6 separate regions of the Mus musculus genome follow, and all the other regions are linked to region 3. A link is a contact called in public Hi-C, HiChIP or PLAC-seq, Micro-C and promoter capture Hi-C data. All regions are on one chromosome and are shown on one strand. The core of a region is the stretch at or near the end of the contact, and the rest is flanking DNA. Distances in the headings are between cores, read along the strand shown. Region 1 has its middle 19 kb from the start of Rap1gapos. Region 2 holds the start of Eif4g3 (eukaryotic translation initiation factor 4 gamma, 3). Region 3 holds the start of Ece1 (endothelin converting enzyme 1). Region 4 overlaps Rap1gap (Rap1 GTPase-activating protein). Region 5 overlaps Usp48 (ubiquitin specific peptidase 48). Region 6 overlaps Eif4g3 (eukaryotic translation initiation factor 4 gamma, 3).

Region 1 (2,700 bases), core at 102-2,601, 170 kb before region 3:
TGTGGCCAGGGCCTCACTTTATAGATGAGGGAACGGAGACGCAGGGCAAGTGGCTGACAGAACAGGCAGTCAGTGATTGGTAACGGGGCCTGCCAGCTCAATCTTCCAGATGCAGCAGGTGTGAAGTGGGCTTTGGTGGTGGTCCCTGCCCTCAGTGGCTCCTCTCAGCCGTCATAAAGCCAGAGGTCTTGGGACCTGGCACAGGCTTCATTAGCAGTTTTGAAATGCCAAGTAGGCACAGCCCGCTGGGCCTCCTCATCTATTATGCATCTGGTGGGTAGGCCCCCGGCGGGCAGCTGGCAGAGCCCAGGCTGGGAGCCAGCAGCTGCCTCCTGAGCCCACACCTGCTCCCGGCTCTGGGCAGGGACCTTGTGGGGCCAACACCAAGGTTGAGCTGGCCAAGGCAGTAAGTGTTGTCTCTCCCAGCTAAACAAGACTGAGGAATCCTATAGGACACAGGGGCAAGAATACATCCCAGCAGCCATTCTGAGAGGGACCTAAGTTCCTAGACCTAGACATACAAGAACAGAGGTAGCTGATGGAGTCTGAAGCACACACACACACACACACACACACACACACACACACACACACACACACACACACTCCTGGCTGTCCAGAGTGGAGTGGAGCTATGATTATTTACCATGTACCCACTTGGCCTCAGGCAACTATTTTGTACCTACAGGTTTCTGAGAATTGAGAATCAGCAGCAACCATTAAACACCTACTGTGTTCGAGGAGTTTGCAGCGACCACTAAACACCTACTGTGTGTGGGCAGGGTTCCAGGTGCTGGAGTCAGTGAAACACGAGACCAACCGAGATATTTCTGTTTGGCCACGACTGGCAGTACTTCTCTGGGCCTTGTTATCCTCATTTGAGAAATGAATAGGAAAAAGGGATTATAAGCTGACAGATATCTGCCTCTGCCTCGCACTGAAGTCACAAGCAGGCTTACGAGTGACAGAGGAGGCTGACCGCTCTGGGTTGCGTCCCACTGCCCTTCACACAGGTAGATGAGCTGCTTTGTCCCAGTGATTCCACAAGCCATGCATTGTTCCCAGGCCAGGAGGAAGCTGAGGCGGGGAGAGAACGTTCTGGAAGGATTTTAAGATCTAGTGTTTAGACTGGAACTTGAGGAAGGGGTGGAGCCAGACACGAGAAGAGTTTGGGGTATCCAGGAACAGCAGGTCCTGAGGCAGGAATGTGCTCAGTATGTCCTATGGACAGTAAGGAGCAGGTGACTGGAAGCCTGAGGGGGCGTGAGGCCACAGGTGGGTGTGAGCTTGGGAGAGGCCAGGACCGAGTGGGTTCTGCAGGTAAGATGGGTGCGGGACCGGGGTTAGATAGGTCAGTCACTGCCCTACGGTAGCACGAAGTCTCAGCTGCCTGGCTTTGAGGAATCTTAAAGGTTACAGAGCCCCTGGAGTCCTTGGCAGGAGAAGCACCTCTTGTAGCCTCCCACTTGGCAAGGAACCGCTTCGTCTGCTCGTGATCCCCTTGAGTGCTGCTAGAAGCTTTCGGGGCCTTGTGAGAAAAACACATCTCTACCTTCAACTAAATTTATGGGCCTCTTGAGCCTCCTGTGCCTCCATTGACCCGTCACCCTTTCTTTTAAAAAAATTTTATTATGTTTATTTATTTTAGTTAGTTGGGGGGGGGGAGTTATGAAGCGCCACAGCGTGCTTGTGGAAGTCAGAGGACAACTTTCAGGAAGCAGTTCTTTCCTCCCGTGAGATGCGTCCTTGGGGGGTCGGGCGGGAAGGGACACAGGTTCCATGCTGGACAGCAAGCACCCTTATCTGCTGAGCCATCTTACTGGCCCACTTGTCACATCCTCTTGTATGTTCCCAGTGACAGGCAGCTCCCTGCCCTTGAAGTGGTCCCTTGCACTGCTAAGCAGTTTAGCTACGTTCCAAAGGGTCTGAGCTGCCCGAGCCTGTGTGTGTTCTGGGGTCTGACCCTCCTACACACACACACACACACACACACACACACACACACACACACACACACACACACACAGCTCTTCAGTAAGAGAAGGGAGCCCTCTGAGGCAGCTCCTCCTAGGCAGGGTTGCATATTTGCATCCTGGCTCCCTTCACCCTCCAGCTTAGCCGAAGCCACTCTCCTTGACCCTTCCCATCATGCTGTACAAAAGGGCAACCCCTGGAAGGGGCCTACGAGAGACACCTTTTGCCAGGAAGCTTCTCTGTAGCTTCAGGAGACCAGAGTTAGGTCCTGCCGAGGTAGATTTTGAGCCTGGACGGCTATGGTTTTGCAGTTTGGCCTAGGCAAATGATTGCCATGAATCCCGTGCATAGCACCCACACCTGTTCAAGGTTGGTTCTTGCTCGGTCTTGCTTGTCCCTACATCCTGCGGATGCTCAGGCTGCACCCTTTGCCAGGAAAGCTCTGAACCTCGTAGTTAGACAGACCCAGGTTCAAATGCCCACTCTGGCTTCCACTCAGTTACTTTGTGGCATTTCTCAACCTGCTTTGCCGCTGGGCCTTCCATGACCCATGATCATGTCAGTGCTATCATTAGAAACTACGGCGCCGAGGCTCTCTGGGGATGTTTTCTGCCTCTGTGAGTATTTACGCTGAAAGAAAGGATTCATTAGTACACAAAGACCGTGTGTCATGTGTCTGAGCACTTGGGGTGACTTAGGGGGTGGCTTAGGAGGAGGCTTTCTTGG
Region 2 (2,700 bases), core at 149-2,648, 130 kb after region 3:
AATCTTGTTTGTATGTTCATGTGTATGGCGACCAGGGGACAACCTCAGGTGTCTTCTTCTGGTGCTGTCACCTTTTATTCTGGAGACAGGGTCTCTCACTGGCCTGGAACTCATCAGATGGAGTGGGCTGTGACCAGTGAGCCTCAGGGAACTGTTGGTCTTCACCTCAATGCTGGGACTGTATACACCTCTCGCACACCAGACTTTTCCTGAGTGAATTCTGGAGTCTGCACTTGGGTCCTAACGTTTGCAACTCAAGCACACAGGACACAGGACACTAATTTTACCTCTGTCCACGTTGGTCATGTGACCTTGGCAAAGTCTCCTGTCAGCTTTGAGCTGCCTCAAAAAAAATTTTTTTTTAATAGTGTAGATGATAGCTAAACTTCTTTGGACCCCAGAGTCTTCATTTGTAAGAATAGGTATTTACCTATTTCTTGGGATTATATGAGCTAATGCAGTACTCCATATCTGCACAGTTCGGAGGTGTCTGCGACTCCTTTTCTGTCAATGTTACTGTGTCCTGGGGACAATGCCTCTATTGAGGGGCGCAGGTGTGGTGTGCAAAGTGTGAATGGATGTGGGGGGAGGAGACCTTATCCACAGGAGTTAGCCAAGCAAAAGAAGATGGGCAGCCGACTACAGGTTGTAGTCAAAGGCCCCTCCAGTCTTGGGGAAGACTGTGGGAAGATATCCACTCTACAGAGCTTAGGGTCAGTTTCTGGCAAGGCAGGCCATTTTGCATCCTAGAAGGGTAAGGTTCATCCTAGAGAAGGTGGGATCCCGTTTCTGAATCCGCTCCATCCCTTCCCAGCCAGGCGACCTTGGGGCAGTCACTTTTCTTCTCCGGGGCCTCCTCTGCAAAATGGGGCTCCTCGTTCCATTTCGCACTTTGGGCATCTGAGGACGACGTGTCGACATAATGCCCATGGCTGGCGACGTCAAGGGCCGGCGAGTGGCATCTGTTATGTTAATAAGTCCTTGAGGCGGGCGGGTTCCTAACTGTCGGTTTGTGCTCTGGCTTAGCGGTTCCCTCCGCAGCGCCTCGGTTTTTCCGCTCCGCCGCCTCTCGACGCTTGCTTGGCAGGTCTCGACGGACCGCGGCCTCGGGTGCCGTTACTATTGTTCTTCGAGGCTGAGCTCTCTCCCTACAGACGTGCCCTTCGGTCTCTCCCTCAGCTCCGCACCGCGCCGCGGAGATCCTCAGCCGTCCCGGATCACCGATCTTTCCCGAGAAAGAGTGTCAGCTCCTGCGGCGTTCCCGAACAGCGGCCGAAGGCGCTCCCGAGCGCTCCCGAAGAAGCCCGGCCGCTCGCGGTCTCCGGAAATAGCCGAGAGAGCTTGCCACCCTCGGTCTGCCGAGTCCTTCCGAAAAGGGCCGAAAAGCTCCGAGCGGCCGTCCTGCCGGACTGCTGGAGGCGGCCGCAGCGCCATGTTGGATGCTCTGCTCGTTGAGTGAAGAAAATCCGTCCGCATCGCCCGAGCCCCGCTACCGAGAAGGGCGCCGCTTCCCCCGGGGAGGGGGACAGAGACCCCCCGCCGCCGGCCCATGAGGATATTGCCGTGAAAGGTCCGGTCTCTCCGCCTCCTGCCCCTGCCGGGTCCGGCCCCCCCCTCCCCGGGGTCGCGTTGTCACGGAGACCGGCAGCCGGTGGTGCTGGCCCGCGGGGCGGCTGCTGCTGCCCGCGGCGGCGGCGGCGGAGGCGGCGGCGGCGGAGGGCGTGTGTGACCGGTCCCGGCCCCCTCCTCCTCCTCCTCCCAGCCTCCCCCCGGCCCCCCGCTCCCGCCGCCTCCCCGGGTCTGCCCCCATCCCGCCCCTCCGCTGCCCCCGGCCCCTGCACCCCGGCGCGCCCGGTCCCGCTCTGGGGGGGTTGGTGGCTTCGCTTTGCCATGAGTTTACCGCAGAAACCGGCTCTGAAATCAGGCTCAGCGGCTGCAGCAGGAACCGGACCCGGCACCGGAGCGGCGGCGGCGGCGGCGGTACCGCCTCCTCATCCGGCGGCAGCGGCGGCGGCGGCGGCAGTAGCGGCAGCGGCGGCCCCTCCTCACCCGAACATCAGGGCCCTCCAGACCCCGGCGCCCCAACAGTATCCTTTTCACCTTCCGGCGGTCCAGAGCGACCCTCGGTGGGAACCTCCTTGCCTGCCGTCATAGCCCGGCCAGAAAAGGGACGGGCAGCCGCTCTGCTCCCGGCTTGACCCGAGCTTTTGGGGTGCACCGGTGACAGCATTGCTGGGGACCCCGGGACCCTCTGCGGTACCGTGAACACTACTAGCTCCACCGGGCCGTGCCTCTGCAGCTCTTGTGGATCTGGGGGGAACCCTGCCCTTGGCTGCTCCCTCCCCTTTCTTGGGCAGAATTTGCTGGTGCCTAGGACCAGCCCTGCGGGCAAGGCTTTTCTGACTGTTGGGAGGCCCTGCCTTCTGCGGGGCTCGGTAGCCTCTCTAATTATTATTTAGGATTCATAGCAAAGTTTATTGCTAAATTTTCTGTTGGAAACGAATCAGCTCATTCCTGAGGTAAGTTGGGTCTTCAGTCTTTACTGCAAGTGTACAAAAAGCACCCCCCCCCGCTAGTGTTTTGTTTTATTTTATTTTATCGTATTTTATTTTTTTAAGCAATTAGAGTTGTGTTGTGGCTTGTGGTGGAGCCGGCTAAGGAGGAAATGTTACACTGGGCGCTTCCCTGTCTTTGACCTTT
Region 3 (2,700 bases), core at 110-2,609:
CTAGAACTTGCTCTGTACGCCAGGCTGTCCTCGAACTCAAGAGATCCTCCTGCTTCTGCTGCCTGATTAAAGGCGTGCGCCACCACCACTGTCTGGCAGTTTGTTTGTTTGTTTGTTTACCTACATGTATGTGTTTGTCTGGGGTGCAGTATGTGCACATGTGAATGCAGATGTTTGTAGACGCCAGCATAGGGCATTGGGTCCCTTGCAGCTGGAGTTACAGGTAGTTGTGAGCCAAATGATACCGGTGCTGGGATCCCCCCCCCGATTCCCCCCCCCATCACACCTGTGCAAAAGCAATACATGTTCTTAACCATTTGGCCATCTCTCCAGCCCCAAGACCTATCTTAAAAAACAAAAAACAAACCAGCCACACATTTACCACACAGGACACACTGACCTCTCTACTCACAAACTGAGCCACCTACAACGCTGTGGTAAATCTCTGCCGTGTGTGTGTGTGTGTGTGTGTGTGTGTGTGTGTGTGTGTGTGTGTGTGTCTCAAGCTGCATGCTCGAACACACATGTACACCAAACGGGATTCACTCACCGGCTACTCTTTCACAACAGGGGCACAAAGCCTCTTTCTACTACACCCACATGCGTGCCCAACAGGTCACAAATGCACGGCTCACCCAGTACGTACAGTTTCCTGGTCTTTCTTCCTCTGCACCTGCGCAGCGGGCATAAAGAGAAAGTTTCTCTACTGGAGGTCTAAGTGCCCCCGCCTACTGGGCCTTCATTCCATTCCATTTCTCTTTCCTTCTCCCCTCTCTGAATCGCGCGCCTGCGCTGGTGTACACACACACACACACACACACACACACACACACACACACACTAACAATCCCCAAATATAGTCTTCTATCTTTCCACATAAACACACAGGCATTCGAAACTCATCCCTTCCCCCCCTTTCTGTCTTCTCCTCTCTGCCCTTCTTCCTTCTTGCACACAAACACACCCCACAGCTGCAGTGCCCAGGGTCATACTACAGTGCAGGCACCAGGCAGGAGACAAAGGTCGCCTAGGCTCCCAGAACCCCAACTGGGCGCAGGTGGACCTGACACCGGCTCCGTCTGTCCCTCGAGAGGGTCCCGGCGAGGTGTAGATTAGGCACGCCAAGCTGGAGGTTCGGGCCCGCACCCCTGGACCCACCGGTATCCGGGGCAGCTAGAGTATCCAGCGCTCCAGCATGCCAAGGGTTAAGGAGCCCGCGGAGGTGTGGGGGGGAGTCTAACCGACGCTTCTGATTGGCTGTTTCTTCGGGGCCCGCAGCCCCCGCACTTCTGTATTGGTTCGCGGCGGGCCCCGCCCTCTGGCCTGGGCGCCCCAGCCTCGCGCGCCGCCCCGGCAGCTAGCCCTGAGGTTCGAGCGTAGAGCTCAGCCCAGCGCACTTGGAGCTGGAGCCTTAGCGGGAGGTGCATCCTAAGCCCGGCCGTTCGGAGCCCGGGAGCGACGGTGAGTACTCCCGCAGCCCGCTGTGGCTCCATGCAACCCCGACGGTCCCGACAGCGGGGCGGCGATGGCATCCTGGCTGGTTCCTGGCGAGCTGGGCGTCCCCTTTAGCTGAGGCCCGCGTCCCGCTGTTCACTGGCTTGGACCCGGACAGGAGTTGTGGGGGGTGTCCGGTTCGCGTGGACCTTGGTTCTGGGCTGCTGGGCTGCTCCTGGCGTGGAAGACTCGGGGTCGCGTGCTGGATTTTGGGGAAGAGTTGGTGAGATAGGTTTGGGGTGTGCAAGTCCCTGAGCTGAGCTTGGCTTGGCTTGACTTGGAGACCGTGGGCAGCTAGGCCAGGTCGATTCAGAGACGTCAAGGTTCAGCTGGACTTGAGCTCACACCCCGCATAGTCCGAGTGGCTTTGGGATTCGAGAACATCGTGGGAGACTAGGGCACTTTTCTCCTACACTGATCCTGCAGTGGCTGCCTGGCTCATGGGAAGGGGAGAGATAGCTCAGAGAGGAGGGGATAGTCTGAGGTTCTGAGGGTTATCTGGTGTTCCCAGCATCTCCCAGTAATGAATCCTCAGAGGAGGGCCCAAGTGCTGACTCCCGTGGTCCAAAGCACCACGGTAAAGGGGTCCTTGAGGAAGAGGGCTTCTTTGGGGGCTCAAGCCTCAAGCCTGATATCCATCTAATCCAGATCTGGCTGCTTTTGAGAGCTTCGGAGTGATGAGTTGACTCTCTGGCCTAGAGCCAAGGCCTCCGGTTACCTCTCCATCTCACCCAGGGCCATTTGCTTCTTCTCTCCCTGTGGACCTCTGATTGCCTCTCCTAGAGCCGAGCTCTTGGCGTGTGTACTGGACCCAGGACACCCTGTGTGGCCTGAGGAGATCTGCCTGGGTTCTCTGCCTTTTGGTCCTAGAGACTTGCCTACATCTGTGATGTCCCTTCCATGCCTGAGGGGTTCGCTGAGAAACAGAGGGGCATCATGGAGAGAGCTGAAGATGCTCCAGAGACAGCCTCAGGACCAACCCGTGCCTGGTCAGAAATTAAGTCTCCCTTAGACAGCCCTTTTCTCTCTTACCCACTGGCGTCTTTCCCCTGAGACATCATTGGTCTCTCTGGAGACCGATGACTTAATTCTCCCGCCCCCCCAAGGTGCCCAGAGATCATCTTGGACCCGACTTACCTCCCCCATTAAGAATCTCCCAAGAGCTGGACAGTGGTGGCGCTCACCTTTAATCCCAGCACTTATGAG
Region 4 (2,700 bases), core at 119-2,618, 130 kb before region 3:
CACCCGAGGCCGAGTCCCACCTTCCTCCTTGCTTCCAGGCCTGGGAGACAGTCCCACAATAGCACTGCCTCAGGGACCAAGGAGTAAGCCATTGAGTTCCACAGTAACTGAGTACCAAGCCGACGCTCCCGACGTTTCCTGGGGGCAGATGGGGAGCCTCGAGAGGGTGTTTGAGCATGGAGGGATCTATCAAGGAATGGGAAGGGCGTCACTGGGAGTCCACGGGAGCTGAGAGGCTGGACGAGCTGTGTTGGGAGTCCCAGGGTGCTTGCTTGGCTCCAGGCTGAGTTTCCTTGGGGAAGGCAGGGGACAAGGGATTGTGGCACAGTGCCCACGGCTGATGGCTCACGGCACTGTGTGGCAGAGTGGAGTCGGCTGCCCAGAGAACGGAAGTGCTGCAGGGCTTCTCCAGATCTTCCTCCAGCGCCAGCAGCTTCACCAGCGTGGTGGAGGAGACGGAGGGCGTAGACGGGGATGATACAGGCCTGGTGAGATACCCGAGCGGTTAGGGCCCCATGGAGGTGGGACAGGGCTCTCTCAGGCCTCTGGAGGTGCATTGGCTGACATGTTGGCGGCAAGGGTGTCCCAGCCTGCAGGAGATGCAGACAGATCGTAGCCTTCCATGGCTCCCCCATGCTGTCCACAGAGACAGACCCCTGAGGGCCCAGGTGCTCCTTGTCCCATGTCTCTTACCTCCTCAGCCACTCTGAGGTCCTCTGCAGTCCCTAACTGTGGTGGGCTGGCCCCACCCCAGGCCTTTGCACCTGCTGGTCTCCTGTCCCTGCCTGTTCCCTCCCCCTTGGCCAGGCCAGACTCGTCCCCTCCCTCTGGCCTGGGCCTGGTCTTCAGCATCTTAGCCATTTTCCATCAAACATACATCCAATGGGTACCTGCAACTGGCCTGGCCTGTCCCTTGGCAGACACAGGCCCTGCCTGCTGGCCTCCTAGAGTGGAGGTGCAGGGGCCTTCACAGGCTGTTGGCCTCTGAGACCCAGACCAGGAGAACATCTGCAGATGTGTGTGTTGCCCGAACAAAGGAGGGGGGTGGGGCGGGGCTGTGGGTGGGGCTGACCTCCCCCCCCTCCCCAGGAGAGCGTGTCGTCCTCAGGAACTCCCCATAAGCGGGACTCCTTCCTCTACAGCACATGGCTGGACGACAGCGTGAGCACCACGAGCGGGGGCAGCTCCCCAGGTACCAGGCTAGCAGTGCTGGGGGAGGGGCGGGGCCAAGCTCCCCAATGCCAAGCTAGCTGTGCTGGAGGAGGGGCGGGGCCAAGCTCCCCAGGTACCAGGCTAGCAGTGCTGGAGGAGGGGCGGGGCCAAGCTCCCCAATACCAAGCTAGGAGTCCTGGAGGAGGGGCGGGGCCAAGCTCCCCAATACCAAGCTAGCTGTGCTGGGAGAGGGGCGGGGCCAAGCTCCCCAAGTACCAGGCTAGCTGTGCTGGGAAGGGGGCGGGGCCGAATATGGGAGCCTGATGTGACAGCCTCTTACGTGGGGCGGTGATCCAGAGGATGGTAGAGGGTAGCTGGGAGGTGAATTGAGGGTGAAGACCCCTAAGGGAGGGACCAGGCAGGGTGGGGGAACCCCAGTGCCAGTCACCCATCCATGCCTGCATCTCCTTGGTGCCTCCTCTTGGCCAGTGAGGTGGCTCCCTCCTGCCCCCCTTCCCAGGCCTCACACGGTCACCCCACCCAGACGTCGGCAAGTCGGGGGACCCTGCGTGTCCCGAGATCAAGATCCAACTGGAAACATCTGAGCAGCACACACCCCAGATGGTACACGGGGACTCCTCCTGGGAGAGGGTAGAGCCGGTTGGGGACAGGGACCCAGGGACCCAATGGCTGGGGTGCCCCACTAGGCCAGAAGGACTGGGCTCTTCCAGTGACTTCTGGTTTCCTGTGTCTCCTGCCCCCACCTCCGGCTGCATCTGTCCCCACAGGGCTGCTAGCTGTCACCTCATCAGCAGGCGGGACTGAGCAGGTCAGCTGGTGCTCACTTGGATCCTCTGGGGTGGAGGAGGGGATGAGAGCCCCCCGGGCTGGGCAGGACTCTCCAGCCTCGGTGGCTGCGGGCCTGGACTACTCTTGACACCTTTTAGCCTTGGGTTCCCTATTTGTGCAGTGGGCACACAGTGCTGCCTCAACTCTGCCTATGAGTTGTTAGGGAGCTTGATGGAGCCAAAAGAACTGGGCGAGCATGGAACATGGGGCGAGCTAGGGATGCCCGTGGGATGGGAGGAGAAGCTGTTGCCATCTTCCTCTGAGTCTCATCTCCCGTTCCCTGCAGAGGAGGCCTCAGAAGCACAAGAAGATGCCGCACCACATCCAGGCAGCTGGCCCTCTGCCCCACAGCCACCCCAGCCCCTGGCGCCCCTCCCTCCAAGCCCTGGGCCCGCCCATCTGGGCTGTCTCCGCAGGGCGGAGCCATCCAGAGCTCTCAGAATGGATGCTGCCGGCATCACCGCCCCCACCCCACCCTCAGGCTGGAGCTCTGGGTGTGGGCAGGGACTGTGGCCCTGGATTGCCCTCACTTGGGCCTCTGTCACACCGGGTTCCCCTCTGGAGCCACGGGGAACAGGGTAGGAAAAGGAGAAGAAGCACCGTGCGCATACAGCCCACCGCAGAAGCAGCAGGTGCAGGGTGCGCGAATGCGCAAGCGCCGGGCAGAGTCCCGTGCGGCTTCTGCTGTGGGACGTGGGC
Region 5 (2,700 bases), core at 123-2,622, 210 kb before region 3:
CCACCCAAGACCACCTGCCCAGGGACAGCACCACCATTAGTCTTTAATCAAGGATTTGTTTACAGGCCTGTCTGATGGAGGTATTTTCTCCATTGAAGTTCTTCTTCCCAGATAACTACAGCTTGTGTCAAACTGACAAAAACCTAACCAGGACACACAAGTGTGGAACTCTCACTGAGGAGCTTAGGGCTTCTTGTGATTTAATTAGTCCCCTCTAGGCTGTTTTCTCCTGGGCAGGCACAGCTCAGTGGCTTGGCCTCTGCTGTTGCGTCCAGGGGTGTGGGCTGAAGCTCCCTTGACCAAATGCCTGAGGGCCAGACAGAGACCCTGGATTTTTAAGTATTTGCATAGACGTGAGATATATTTTGTGTATACCCCATATATACAGTGTGGAGGTAATTTCATGCATTATTTTTAGTGTTGTAACTGTGGCCCATCAAAGGACTTTGGATATGGAAGTTTGGTTATTTCAGATATCCTCTGCAAGCTCAGAAAGAAAATTAGACATAGTGAATTTTGGAATTAGAGCTACCCTGTTTCCACGAGTGAGGAAGGGAGCGGGCTTAAGGCGCTTGGTTCAGATGTGAGGGAAACCCCAGTGGACTAAGGTGACACCTGTCCAGGATGGAAATTGGCTTTGGATTTAGCAGGTGTTGAGTGTGTTTTAGAGAAAGTCTTCTGAGACCTCATTAGCTCCATCCTCTGCTCCCCAAAAGCTTACTTTGTGACTTCCCTTTTCTTCGTTTTGTCTCTTGGTGGCTAGATGAACCCTGCTGTGCCACACATTGTGTGGTAGATTAAATCCAGAGGTGTCTGCCCTGGGGTGGGCATGGTTTTGTTCTGGTTCAGTGAGCTAAGGTGGCACAACAGAGCAGGCCCCCATGCTGACTCTTGGCTCCGCCCAGAACTGGAGTCTGCAGAATGATGCTCTAGGCTACATCTACTTACTGTTTGTTCTGCCTCTAGAACAGCTGTTACAAGGGTCCCGTAGCAGGTTAACAGTGCTCTCTGTGGATTGTCCATCAACCTCTTTTCCTTTGCAGTTACTCTCCCCTTCAGTATGGCTACTTCACATCTTTCCATGCAAGATGTGTTTCGGGGAAGAGAGCAGTGCTCTGCCACATACAGTATGCCATTTCTTTGAGTTAAGGAGCCTAGACCCACAATTGGGAGGCGTCTGTTAAGTCTGAACGGGGCTCCTCCTGCAGTGACAGCTGTGTGTACAAGACAGGCAACACTGAGTAGATGAGGAACACTGCTGCTGGCCCTGAGGGAACAGGTGCCTCTTTCCCAAATAGAAAACTCTCCAGCCTGGGAGTGTCACTGTGCTCCCTGGAGGCTGAGACACAGTAGAAGGGTGAGAACTATGGGACAGGCCCAGACTTCAGGGTGATGTGACTCACCTGCTCCTCCCTCCGCCTGTCTTTCCGCTTGGCTCTGACTTGTCTCCATTTGTTTTTCTAGGCTGATGAACCAATTGCAGACTACGCTGCAATGGATGATGTCATGCAAGGTAAAGACCAGTCTGCTTTCAGGACCTGGTGGTGGACCTAATAGAAAGGGTTGTGGATAGATGCGGAGGTGCCCGGGGTTTACATTTTAACCTTGGAAAAGGTGCATGCTCTTAAGGTAGAGAACCTCTCAGTATTGGTCCTAGTGTGGGGTAAAGGTTGGGAAGTGGGAAGCAGGGAACATAGCCATTGTTTAATAACAGGGGGAACTGGTACAAAGGTGAACTTTGTTAGCCATGTAAGAGGTCAAGAGAAGGTGTGAGTGACTTAACACAGGAGCAGGAAGAGAGAGAGAGAATCAGACAAACTGTGCACCCTGTGGTCCTTGCCACCCATTCCCTTCATGTCTGTGTCACCCCTTGTCCACTGGGTGCCTCAGATAGTAGCTATAGGAAGCATTTCAGCACTTGGAAGAACTTGTACTACAAAGGTTATAACAAACAGAAGAGTGGCGGCATGCCTGCAAGTGTGTGTGTGTGTGTGTGTCTCAGCAGCCCAGTGCCAGAGGAATCCATGTCTAGGGAAACAAGCTAACTGGAAAGAGTGAGTTACTGCTAGGAAAGGGGCAGTTATCTCCTAAGACCTCCGACTCCTCTGGTGCCCAGGACTGGAGCCCTCAGAAGCTTTGACACTTCATAGTATCAGTAGACAGTCACATGCCAGCTGAGGACCAAACTGAACATGAGAACAAGGGGTGTCTTTGAACAAACTAAGGGAATATTGTAGGCAGCCCCAGAAAGCTCTAAAATGGCCTACAAATAACTGCACACAGTAACACATGCCTTCAGTCCCAGCCCTTGGAAAACTGAAAACAGAGGGTTGTGAACTCAAAGCCAGTTCAGTCTAAAACCAAACTTTTTTTTTCTATAAAACTTAACAAAACTACAGAGAAAATGGGCAAATGGTAATTAGACCATATATAAAAGGAATGTTTCTAGAAGAAAAGAAAGAAAAGAATTAATAGGAATAAAATTTGATCTACTCAGGTTATGCCCCAGTCAGTAACGAACTAGGAAAGGATGCTTTCTTAGACTGCGGTGGGAAATGCGGGTGATGCACTGAGCCAAGGAGGTTTCTGGTTGTCCATTCTGTAGCCAGACAAACCGATTCTGCTCACGTGCCTGGCACCCAGAACGCCCTCCAAAGTTACCTGCCAGCATGCTACATAGAGATGCACTCTTAAACAAAG
Region 6 (2,700 bases), core at 3-2,502, 210 kb after region 3:
CACTATTTTACGTGTGTGTGTGTGTGTGTGTGTGTGTGTGTGTGTGTGTGTGCAATTATATATATGTGTGTGTGTGTGTGTGTGTATATATATATATATATATATATATGAATGAAATTATACTGTGTCCAGTATTTTGTCAGACTTCGCAGGTAAAGAAGTTTGCTTGCTGCTCGCTGTCCACAGTGCTGCATCCCCAGGTAGCACTGCACTCCATCTTCCTAAGGCCCTGTTACTTCTGATCATGTCTGTGGTTGCCCATCCTCTCAAAGACAGGCCACCATAGAGTTCACGTTGGCCTTCAGCAAGTAACCCCATCAGTTAAGGAGCATGTAGTTAACAAAACAAAACATGAGTTTATCTTATCAGCCAAATGCTTTAAATGAGGCTGCTGTACTCTGGAGAGTAATACTGACGAAGCAGCTAGGGAAGGGAAGGACAAGGTGCTAGTGCCAAGACGGAAGTGTTTGGAGGATGCTCAGGATGCAGCTCAGGATGTGAGGTCCAGTGTCATGGGGTGTCCTTCCCTGTCAATTCTGGAGTTTGTATGAATTCTCTGATGCCATTGCCTGTAACCTCAAGTTATTCCTTAATATAGAATGTCTGCTTGGTACTTTTTGTTATTTGTTGTTCTTTGTTATTGATGTTGTTCCCTTAGTCTCAAAAGATGAATGACCTGGAGAAGGAAATGCTGTCCAGGCTGTAGCTGCCTGTGTTCAGGGCCTCATCACTTGGTTCTCTGTTCTTAGGGCGTCTACTTAGGGGATGTGGTTGCTAAAGATGCTTTTGTCAGCAGACTTGGTTTTTGTTTGTTTGCCTGCTTGCTTGAGAGTTTTGCAGTGTAACCCAAGCTCCCCGTGTTCCCCGTCCTCCTGCATCATCCTTGCTATGGCCGGGATTACAGGTGTGTGCCACGGTGTGCCACGGTGCCCGGGCCTGCCTGCTGCAGAGCCTGAAGATTGTCTTCTTGTAGGAATCTTGAGCAGGTTTACTGAGACGTACTTTGAGTTACCAAGCAGACAATTTATAGAAATTAGTATTTGAACAACAGTTGTCAGTAGCCACTCCCCTGTAGTGAGGGAGGTCAGCTGTCCAGTTGCCATGTTTAGGAGTGACTAAAAATTCTGACTGCTGTTAAGGGTTTGGAGAGGACTTCCAGGTTCACATTTGAAATGGAGAAGGTGGAAACAGAACTGGTGACTCAGAAGCCAGCTGGCTCATTTACATAACCATTTGGCAACCTTTAGAAAGGGAAGGAAGGCCTGGAAGCTAGCCCAGAAAGATCTGAGTACGAAGGGCCAACCTGCAGGTATCACTCTTGTTTCTTGTAGGTTGAGAATGGTTATGACAACTTCAACTTCAATAAAAGCAGAAGGTTAAATAAACCATTTGAAGACAAATGCCAAAGAGGGATTATAAAGTTTCTTAGTATTTATATAAAAAATGAAATATCAAAAAGTTGGGTACATATACAAGGGATTTTTGTCTTCCACTTAGCTGGTCCTAACTCTTAAAAGCTGTAAGGAATGAAGACTTGTTGGAGAGTGGCTGGTTCTTTGAGAAGGATAACATCACACTGAACAGAAGTACCATGCAGGCTCTCTAAGGAGTGCTCTGTCTTTAGGAGTCAAAATGACAGATTCTTAAAACACATCAAGTCTTGCTCAGATTAGAGCTGGGTGGTAGGCACCTGGAAACATTAAAGTAATTGTAACTAAAAGCTGCTCTTCCCAGATCCCAGAACATGAACTGTTCATGGCAGAGTACAGGCCAGTGTTTATGGGCAATTTTGTACCAGATTGCCATTTCCAAGGTAAGAGCTGGTTGGTCAGCACTGTAGGTGTCTAGGGGACCCTGTGACACAGGTGTCGTTATTTCTATCTTGGAGATTGAGAAGGAGTGATTTGACAGGTGGGAGGGCATCTTTGGGAAGCGGCCAAGTTAACACCCCCCAGTTCCCAGCTTCTGTGTATTTTTTCTGGTGCTCAGAATTGAGCTTAGTGGCCTCACCCATGTTAGGTAAGTGCCCCACCACCAAGCCACCTGCTCTACTTGCAGTTCCCAGTCTCCACGCTTCTTATAGTCTCAGAGTTCACTAGCACATTTCCGTTCAGGTTCATTTTTAGATAAGTGAGGCTTTTAAAACTCATTCTGGCCAGGCATGGTGGCGCACGCCTTTAATCCCAGCACTTGGGAGACAGAGGTAGGTGGATTTCTGAGTTTGAGGCCAGCCTGGTCTACAAAGTGAGTTCCAGGACAGCCAGGGCTACACAGAGAAACCCAGTCTCAAAAAACAAACAAACAAAAAAACCTCATTCTGGAGACACTAGTACCATTCACAGCATGGTCTTTAAAATACCATTTCCGGGCTGGAGAAGAAGGCTCAGCAGTTAAGGGCACTTGTTGCTCTTCCTGGAGGTCAAAGTTCATGTCTTAGCACCCATGTCAGGTGTTTCACACCATCTGTAACTCAAGCTGCAGGCAATCTGACATCTTCTTTTGACCTGTGGGCTAAAGTATACACACTGTACCCATGTATGTACACATAGATACACACAAATTTAATTAAAAAAAAAAAAGAAAAATGTTTCATAATGTTTTAGCGTTGGGAAATGACTCCATAGATAATTCCTTGCTGTGCAAGCCATGAGGACTCCACTCTAACCCTTCTAGTCCTTCATTAAAAGCTGGGTGTGGTGG

Evidence for each region. Promoter capture Hi-C pulls out the DNA fragments that hold promoters and counts their contacts. Hi-C and Micro-C count contacts between places; a contact is called where the count stands out from the background. HiChIP or PLAC-seq counts read pairs in DNA pulled down with a chosen protein or histone mark.
Region 1: an H3K27ac HiChIP or PLAC-seq map of large pre-B cells shows a contact between it and region 3, with 6 times the contacts expected there. The contact joins the enhancer-like site here to the promoter of Ece1 in region 3. A contact is called at or near these places in 13 of 39 promoter capture datasets (the 3T3-L1 cell line, the C10 cell line, the HPC-7 cell line and 8 more), 1 of 15 datasets of contacts at CTCF or cohesin (embryonic stem cells), 1 of 484 Hi-C or Micro-C datasets (embryonic stem cells), 2 of 115 datasets of contacts at active chromatin or transcription factors (large pre-B cells and pancreatic cancer cells) and 3 of 9 other capture datasets (adipose tissue, liver and pancreatic islet).
Region 2: a contact with region 3 is called in a Micro-C map of embryonic stem cells, with 9 times the contacts expected there. The contact joins the promoter of Eif4g3 here to the promoter of Ece1 in region 3. A contact is called at or near these places in 4 of 39 promoter capture datasets (liver, neural stem cells and pre-B cells), 4 of 484 Hi-C or Micro-C datasets (CD4 T cells, cerebral cortex, embryonic stem cells and 1 more), 6 of 115 datasets of contacts at active chromatin or transcription factors (effector CD8 T cells, embryonic stem cells, memory CD8 T cells and 1 more) and 3 of 9 other capture datasets (adipose tissue, liver and pancreatic islet).
Region 4: a contact with region 3 is called in a promoter capture Hi-C map of stem cell-derived epiblast-like cells, with 4 times the contacts expected there. The contact joins the enhancer-like site here to the promoter of Ece1 in region 3. A contact is called at or near these places in 18 of 39 promoter capture datasets (the 3T3-L1 cell line, 3T3-L1-derived adipocytes, the C10 cell line and 10 more), 2 of 15 datasets of contacts at CTCF or cohesin (embryonic stem cells and large pre-B cells), 6 of 484 Hi-C or Micro-C datasets (the G1E-ER4 cell line, bone marrow-derived macrophages, cerebral cortex and 3 more), 12 of 115 datasets of contacts at active chromatin or transcription factors (bone marrow-derived macrophages, embryonic forebrain, embryonic midbrain and 7 more) and 3 of 9 other capture datasets (adipose tissue, liver and pancreatic islet).
Region 5: a contact with region 3 is called in a FOXA1 HiChIP or PLAC-seq map of pancreatic cancer cells. The contact joins the enhancer-like site here to the promoter of Ece1 in region 3. A contact is called at or near these places in 8 of 39 promoter capture datasets (the 3T3-L1 cell line, the C10 cell line, embryonic stem cells and 5 more), 3 of 115 datasets of contacts at active chromatin or transcription factors (embryonic stem cells, memory CD8 T cells and pancreatic cancer cells) and 2 of 9 other capture datasets (adipose tissue and pancreatic islet).
Region 6: a Hi-C map of liver shows a contact between it and region 3, with 3 times the contacts expected there. The contact joins the enhancer-like site here to the promoter of Ece1 in region 3. A contact is called at or near these places in 1 of 39 promoter capture datasets (liver), 1 of 484 Hi-C or Micro-C datasets (liver), 1 of 115 datasets of contacts at active chromatin or transcription factors (pancreatic cancer cells) and 2 of 9 other capture datasets (adipose tissue and liver).

What each region holds. Positions count from the first base shown.
Region 1 is chr4:137,686,215-137,688,914 of GRCm38.p6, forward strand. It overlaps a transcript of Rap1gap not described here. Among named protein-coding and RNA genes, the nearest start is that of Rap1gapos, 19 kb to the right of the region's middle. Within about 2 kb of position 1,352, at least 12 of the 459 cell types and tissues checked have an H3K27ac peak or open chromatin away from gene starts, as enhancers often do.
Region 2 is chr4:137,992,058-137,994,757 of GRCm38.p6, forward strand. It overlaps Eif4g3 (eukaryotic translation initiation factor 4 gamma, 3), which reads left to right and starts at 1,399. Exons shown (of 35, transcript NM_172703.3): 1 at 1,399-1,570; 2 at 1,925-2,087.
Region 3 is chr4:137,860,921-137,863,620 of GRCm38.p6, forward strand. It overlaps Ece1 (endothelin converting enzyme 1), which reads left to right and starts at 1,360. Exons shown (of 19, transcript NM_001369179.1): 1 at 1,360-1,461.
Region 4 is chr4:137,726,588-137,729,287 of GRCm38.p6, forward strand. It overlaps Rap1gap (Rap1 GTPase-activating protein), which reads left to right. Exons shown (of 24, transcript NM_001379234.1): 20 at 365-488; 21 at 1,090-1,192; 22 at 1,673-1,776; 23 at 1,941-1,981; 24 at 2,288-2,700. The coding sequence ends at 1,949. Among named protein-coding and RNA genes, the nearest start is that of Gm52682, 6.1 kb to the left of the region's middle. Within about 2 kb of position 1,369, at least 41 of the 459 cell types and tissues checked have an H3K27ac peak or open chromatin away from gene starts, as enhancers often do. A contact at or near this core is called in cerebral cortex, hippocampal neurons and stem cell-derived epiblast-like cells, where this site is marked.
Region 5 is chr4:137,651,494-137,654,193 of GRCm38.p6, forward strand. Usp48 (ubiquitin specific peptidase 48) reads left to right here. Exons shown (of 27, transcript NM_001355588.1): 25 at 1,465-1,513. Among named protein-coding and RNA genes, the nearest start is that of Rap1gapos, 54 kb to the right of the region's middle. Within about 2 kb of position 1,373, at least 33 of the 459 cell types and tissues checked have an H3K27ac peak or open chromatin away from gene starts, as enhancers often do. A contact at or near this core is called in pancreatic cancer cells and pancreatic islet, where this site is marked.
Region 6 is chr4:138,067,624-138,070,323 of GRCm38.p6, forward strand. The region is part of intron 3 of Eif4g3 (eukaryotic translation initiation factor 4 gamma, 3); the gene reads left to right. Among named protein-coding and RNA genes, the nearest start is that of 1700095J12Rik, 70 kb to the right of the region's middle. Within about 2 kb of position 1,253, at least 56 of the 459 cell types and tissues checked have an H3K27ac peak or open chromatin away from gene starts, as enhancers often do. A contact at or near this core is called in adipose tissue and liver, where this site is marked.